Linked DNA regions of Zea mays: region 1 is linked to region 2. The links are chromatin contacts, called in public Hi-C maps. All regions are on one chromosome and are shown on one strand. Each heading gives the region's core, a stretch centred on a gene start, on an enhancer-like site or on the middle of the called end of the contact. The rest is flanking DNA. Distances are from core to core; before and after follow the strand shown.

Region 1 (3,753 bases), core at 849-3,348, 130 kb before region 2:
TTTTTGGACGCTTTAAGATTTTTTTTGGGGTTAGATGGTGTTGGAAGGCAATTGAGATTAACAATTTGGTCTCTCGAACGAATTCATCATTTCCTATGCACATGTTATGTATTAGTAATATATAATGATAGAGAGCCGACAGTCTGTCTTTTTCACACACTAGATTTTAGGCTTTTCCTGTGAGGCTATGAAAAAAACCTTTATGTGAGGAAAAAATATTTCATGAGTAAGCATGCCATGTCAACTAAATCGAGTGGATATTGTGAATTGTGAACTTTGAGTCTGTGAACTTGTGATCTTTATGAACTTGTTATATTGTGAACTTATGATCTTTGTAAACTTTTTATATTATAAATTTGTGATCATTGTGAACTTGTTATATTGTGAACTTGTTATATCATGAATTGTGAACTTATGGTATTTGTGATCTTTTGTCAATTTTGTTTTATTGTGAAGTTTGATACATTTACCGATCGTATTTTAGATTTCGACCGTTACCGGTGTATTTTCCGCACCGAACTTTCGTTTCCGATGTTTCCGAAATACCGATATCGTTTCCGTTTCCGGAGTTACCGTTTCCGATAAAAAATATGAAAACGGTAATGGTTTTAGTGTTTACCGACCGTTTCCGACCGTTTTCATCCCTACTAGATAGGTTTGCATCCGTTGTTTCAATATGTTTGGTCATAATTAGTTTTGTGTGATGCTGGTGTTGATTGTAATCCTTGTGTGTTTAGTATCTATATTGCTTAGCAAGTAGCTCCTATTTTAGTAAGTAATCTAAGAATAGGCATGTGATTGTCCGCATGACCGAGAGGCCCTGATTTGTTTCCTTGCAATCTTCTATATAAGCAAAGCAATAGACAACGGAAACGCTGCCAATTTCTGCAGCACAAGAACGAGATTGTGTTCTTCATGTTCGTGTGAGCATCTGTTGGTCGCGATCTCGCCGACAACCTGAGTATTGTCAATCCGGTGAGGTTCTAACAAGTGGTACCAAGGAGCTAGGTTCTGATTCTTCTGAACGTCTGGGAAGAAGAACGAAGACGGCACCTCCAAAGACGGAGTTGTGATCCAGCGGGTAATTCGTGAGGTGGGTGGCGGTAGCAGCTACCCCGTTCTGACCAAGAACAACTACTCCTACCGGTTATATAATGGTCAACTGACGATCCACGAGGACCTGTTTCCTTAACGGCATCTAGCAAAAGAAATAGAGGTAACCCGACCTGCAGTCAGTGGCGGAGCACCCATTATGGTCTATGGCTTGAGACATACCTAAAAATCATGTTTGGTGTAGTGGTAAGTTCATACTACCTGTAATCAACAGGTTCCAGGTTCAAGTCCTATGTGTTGCATCATGTTTTTCTCTTTTTTTTTTCCTTCTTCAGCCATACCTTATTATTATTTTGTCCTCCGCCACTGCCTGCAGTACGGCTGTTTACATACCACAAAAAAGGAATCCAACAAATCTTAAAAACTAAATCTGGGGGCACTTCAACCACAGAATAAACTCAGAATTTTAGGTTTCACGCATAATAATCCTGGTATTTAAGCTCGTGTATTCAATCTACAGGGCAAATGCTGAACATTACGGTCGAGATTAACACGATAGGACGAAGAGAGGAATATCCGAAGAAAGGAGCGGAGCGGAGCTCAGTTGGGCAGAGGCGAGACTTACCAGGTCCTCGTTGATGACATGGCACTCGAGGTCGGCGTCCCAGCCGTCGTGGAGGCTCTTCTCGCGGACGAGGTCGCCGATGTTGACGTGGCGGAGGCCTGCGGCGTCGGCAAGGAGCGAGCACGTTGTCGTCTTCCCCGTCCCCGGCGTCCCCGTCACTAGCACGTTCGGACGCGCGCGCCGCGAGCCGCCGCCGCTCCCTACGGCCATCGAGGGGGAAGAGGGTTCTAGGTCTCAGGTGCCGGAAGGAGCTCCTCTTTCTTTCTAACATGGAAGACTCAGGGACACGCTAGGCCTGATGCCGTTCGTTTGGCATCCTATGGTACAAAGCAAATAAACAGAGATGAATACGCAGTTCCCACCCATACGCGATCTGGCCCAGGTTTTACCCTGGATCCAACGTGGGCTGTATCGCCCTCTAATACGGCCCATATCGACCTTAGCAACCTTAACTTGTATTGATTTTTTTAAAGGGTGAAAATTTCATTATGAAATAGGCAAACAGTTAACAACATAACCATTACAGCAAACCACACAGACATGTCTTAAGCGGGAAAACGGCTAGATAGACCGAGCTAGCAACCTATTCAGATAAGCGACTTCTGAACAAGAAAGGGCCAATGCAGACAAACCCACAGACTGAACCTAAGGCATCGCACGGTCTGAGTCTGATCACACACTATGATGATCACACGAAACAACGACAGTGTTTATTACAAATACTGTGGACCTAGTATTGCAATCGCCGACAAAAGAGCCTGACCAGCTGGACATAAACTGGGGCGAGGACATGGAGAGCGCATGCGTCTGGAGAAAGAGCACGGCAGGGCGCGGAAGATTCAGCAGATGCGTCTGTCAAGCGGTGTCCATCCCAGATCACGGTTGAAAACTTCTTTAGCCAGTCTTCTGATTCGCAGGCTTCCGCCCACCAACTTCTTTCTTTCCGTCTCTTTCTGCAACAAAGACCAAGAGTCCAGCCAGAAGCAAGTAAGCAACCAAAAAAAAATGACGTCAGATGGGTTAACCATAGTTCTATTATTAAAACAGAAGTCATTCCTGATTCTTCAAATGGACCACAGCACAGCACAGCAGTCGACTATGATCAGGTTTCTATCAGTTTTCTTGAAACCCCTAACCCAACCACCGAAGAGAGTCTCGACATTACCAGGAGTACTATTAATGTTGAGCGCATTCTATCAGTGACATAATTATCTGAAATAATTGTGTCACTACTATTGCTTAATAGAAATTTTGTCACTTTTATAATTTCAGGATTTCTGTTATATTTTCAAAAAACGGTACAGCACACATCAATGGTTTAGCACAAAACAATTATGTTTTTACCTTCTAATTTGAACTTTATAATATAACATAAATGCTGAAATTCAGTTCAGTACAAAAATGACAAAAAACATGTAATCAACTGTTGATCCTGCTAGCCCTTAGGTATTCTCTTCCATATTTCCAAGTCCGACTGTGATGTGGTTGTCTAAATGTGGAAACATAGCCTTGTATGGCTTCATGAAACGTTTCCCACCAAAGAGCTCACCACAAGCAAGGTAAATGTGTGTTTTATTGTCAAATCCCATAGCAGGTAGCACCTAGAATAAGACCTACGTGCACAACAAACCAAATAGAATATTAGATTACTTCAGTAGTAAAAAAATTTGTTCATGATGAAAGGCTTACCATGTGCCTAGGAAGCCATCATAATACTCCAGCAGCACTCTTTTTTTTTTTTTTGCTCCTGAGATGAAACCACTTATTCTCCATTCAGCAGCTTGGGAATGAAATTTTATCCCTTCGTGTAGCAGGTTGGGAGGTGACGAAAGGGGTATTAGCATCACCAAACCAAACCAGACAACATAGACGGGCAGCCCTTGGAAGAACTGCGAGCGAGGCAGAAGGGCAACATGCCTGCCGACAGAGGTGATGTATGGCACCCGGAATTCCAGCAAAGCTGAGGAGAAAGCTTGAGAACCCGTGTGCAAGAGGAAGGATGGTGTGCCTCCTTCTTCATGCTCTCCTTTCCGATGCGCCTGTTGGAGACTTGTTATCAAATGTTATGAGTTAAG
Region 2 (3,764 bases), core at 690-3,189:
ATGAAATGTAACAGACAAATTGTATCGTTACCCATATGAAAAACATGAACATGTCCAAATGCAAAATAGGATTTTCAGTAAAGTGAAGATGACATATGACATGTACACTTCGAATCATAAAACAAACAGACAGATGCAAACTTGGAAGTTGTACATATGAGTTATATAATTGTTGGCAGGTACACGGGAATGAACCTGCCAAGAACATTTTATACAGATTTCAAGGTTAGGAAAATAAGTGCCACAGAAATATAAAGGAAACTAGTAAGTGCAGAGACAAATGTTAGAGGTAATGTCATGAGAGAAAGACAAGTTTAAGTCTTCAACATTACATATCGTGCCACAGAAAATAAGTGATTCAGTGTTTTCGCTTATATTGGTGCATACTCATATAGTGCGAAAGGGTAACATTGCACATAAATTGCACAAATACATTGTCTTCAGTATGAAAACATGAAGAACAGTCCAATCAACACCACAAGGTACATATAATTGCTGGCATGCCTAATGTTATACTTCTGGTATACCAGGCGCCTAAATCACAGGATGAAAAACTTCCTAACTTCATACCTAGAACAGTTGTCTGGATCTGCTAAACTCCTATGGGCTTGGCAACAAAAATTACGATTTTTTAACACAGCTTCAGTGGTAATGTACATTTATCCTCACTGAAGTTTTCGTTTGATGGGGTAGAAGATGCTATACCTCTAGTAGGGATGGATCTGGGCCGCAAGACGGCGAATCAAACAAAATACGACTGGAGTTGTAAATCAATCGGGAAATAGAAAATGATTTGCCGTGGAGTTGTAAAGCAAAATACCTTAAGAAGGGGAGATTTACTGCCCACCAAGTCGAATCGAAGGGGATCCGTCTGGATCTGATGGCGCCGTTGATGGTCGGAGACGGAAGCCAACTAATCGGTCGCGAGAAACCTCGGCGGAAGCGGATTTTACCCCTCTTCGTCTTCGGTCGCGAACGGCACTGCGTGCTGACGACGTCGACTTCGTCTTCTGCGCACCCGAGCGGGGCCGGTGCCGACTCCACCGGCCGACGGGAGATCCGCCGCCGCGTCGCCTCGAAAAATCGCCCTTCCGCGGACGAGTGGAGACGGAGTGAGGTGGAGCGAGATGTTTCCGGTGTCTGGCGCGGGCGGCTCCTTCCGCGCGAAGAAGGCGAGGGGGCGGCTACAGTGAACCCCTGCATCTGGCGTGAGAGAGAAGAGCGTCGCGAGGAAGGGGAGAGGGTAGCGCTCACCGCTGCGCGAGGAAGGGGGAGACTGTAGCCCCTAAACGATGAACAATTTTAGCGTAGGGAAGGTGAAGAGGCATGCGTTGCAGTGAGTCTCAGGCACCGAGACGCACCAGTGTCGCCGCTGTGCCCAACTGCTTGTGTTGTGTGGCTGCGCCAGTGCGTTGGAGCCTGGAGCTCCCGGCTTCCAAGTTCCAACTTCCCAACAGCTAGCCCGCCACACCTCATCCAACAAACAACACCTGACTAATTAATACATGTGGATATATATTTTATTATTAATTTTTATCTTGTTGATTTCTAATTCACTATATTTTTCAGTGCTTAATTGTTCAATGTTAAACTTTATATCTATTTATCGAATTGTTTAATAAATTTACTATAAAATTATATCTGCATTCAATAGAATTGTATATATATATATTTTTGTTATTGACACACCCTATATAAAAGTCCTATGACGCTGCCATATGCTCGCCTCGTGTGGTTTAGCGCCACATTTGGCAGATAAAACTCTTTCTGGTGGAGCATTTTCGTCCGGATTTATTATCTTTTTGTAGGAGAAAGAAATAAAATCGCAGTACCTTTTTGAGGGCAGAAATAATTAAAAGTTCAAACCATCGTGGGGGGTCCGTCCCAGCACATGTGGCGTCGTTTCCTCGTGTCCCTCCGACACGCCGCCCTCCGTGGCTGCCTGCCGCTAACCGACGCCGGCGCACATCGCCTTTTCCCGCCTCCGGAACCAACGGCTCACGCTCCCCACCACTTCCCCCGCGCCCCTGCCGCGCACGGGGAAGACCACGAATTCTAGGCCCTTTTCCGCTGCTGGGCCCAGGGACGAACCGACGGCCCTCGTGCCGCCTGCCCGCCCCGAGGCCCCCACTTGCCCTTGCCTCACATCTCACCTTTTGCCTCGGCATATTCGCCTCCGATCGAACGCAGTCGCGGGCCGGTGCGGGTACGCTGCTGGTGAGGCGCCCGCGGCCCACCACCCCATGTCACCATGTGCGGTGGCCGCCGTGCTGGTGATGCGGGCAGCGGCCGGTGCAGCGATTGTGTGGCGCCCGTGCGCTAGCCACTAGGCGGGGCGCACGCCGCCTGTCACGTGGGCGATATTTTTCCTGGCCCTCGGCGGTCGGCGCGCTGCGTCGCCGCTTGCTTCCTCCTCTACTTGAGTGCCGAGTCGCCTCCGCGCTCTGCAGTCCCCCGACCCGGAGCCAAAGCCAACAAACAGCCGCTCCGCCTTCTTCCGCGGCTGCAGCCAGCGCGAGGTACCTGGCTGGCATTTTGCATTTGAGGTCCTTTCCTGCTTCCTGATCTTCTCCTCTACGCCCCTTTCGTTTCAAAATGCACTTGGGATTTGGGGGGGGGGGGGCAGTGGGCACTGCAGAGGGGGCTAGCAGAAGTTCTGGGGATTGCATGCTTTTTGTCCACCGTGAAGTTGTCTTTGTTCTGTGGTTTTGCACTTGGGACTTGGCTTCGGATTTTGGACAGTGTGACGTTCGTGTGCGCTAAGGTTTGCTAACCTTACTGTTTATTGTTTCACAATGTGCAAAATCAATCTCATTCTTACTCATCCCGTGCATCCTGCTCCGTGCACGCTCCCTATTTCGGCTTCAGTATCTGGGAGAGTACTATGTTCTCCCTTGGAGCGTCTGCCCGAATCCAGAGGTAGTTTGGTCAGGGGGGTTCCGAGAAAGTGATCCTGGGGTCACCTCTTCCACGCAAACGCGTTGTGTTGCTAGAAGTTTACTTAGAGGCACTTAATATGATGTTTTCGTATCAGGGCACCATTTCCTACATGAATCATTACACTCAGCCCTACGTGCCGTCACGTGCACACTTCTCTGATGGCAGGATCACGCCTTCTGAACAAATCTAGCACATCTTTTGGATATGCCAATAAAACACTGTTGTCCGAAGTACATGGGGGGTTGTATAATAACTTATTGACTCATGATACTTTTCATATTGGATCTAATAATGACACCATCCTTCTCTCAAATCCATCTATGACCACGTATATTCTCAAATCCTTCAATGCTCAACAAGCATTGATAGTAAGTTATATGTAGATTTATCAAATTGTAGTAATTTAATTCATCAAATCTCATCCATTAGGAGTGAATAGGGCTTGGGATTACCCTAGTGCAAGTTTTAACGAAAGTTCATCTGGTCGAAAACTCGAAATACACTTATTATTAGCACTTCTGCTTTGCAATGATTGGATCTTGATACTTTGCATGCTACTCACCTTCATGTCTTGGGTCCTGCTGGCACTGGAGAAAGGGATGGTTCCCAATAAAAGGAAGTAAGAGAATGCCAGGGCCAACTAGGTCCACTAATTATGAATATGACCGCAGGTTGGTAGGACAGTGACCTCGAGTCATGATGATGTGGATTTTCCATGTTTGAAGTTTGAACTAAATACTGAGGAATTTCGTTGCTTCTGGGTAATGAGATTCGGGTATCCCGCTGTGGGAAAAAAAATGGTTTTCCATATTTTGTTATACCCC

The links. Hi-C and Micro-C count contacts between places; a contact is called where the count stands out from the background.
Region 1: a Hi-C map of leaf shows a contact between it and region 2, with 7 times the contacts expected there. The contact joins the promoter of LOC103632249 here to the promoter of LOC100125638 in region 2. A contact is called at or near these places in 6 of 25 Hi-C or Micro-C datasets (bundle sheath, ear, leaf and 2 more).

What each region holds. Positions count from the first base shown.
Region 1 is chr7:36,021,305-36,025,057 of Zm-B73-REFERENCE-NAM-5.0, reverse strand. LOC103632249 (adenylate kinase isoenzyme 6 homolog) reads right to left here and starts at 2,098. Exons shown (of 3, transcript XM_008654065.3): 1 at 1,679-2,098. The coding sequence starts at 1,888. It also overlaps the pseudogene LOC103632250.
Region 2 is chr7:35,893,110-35,896,873 of Zm-B73-REFERENCE-NAM-5.0, reverse strand. LOC100125638 (granule bound starch synthase IIa precursor) reads left to right here and starts at 1,939. Exons shown (of 14, transcript NM_001347904.1): 1 at 1,939-2,546.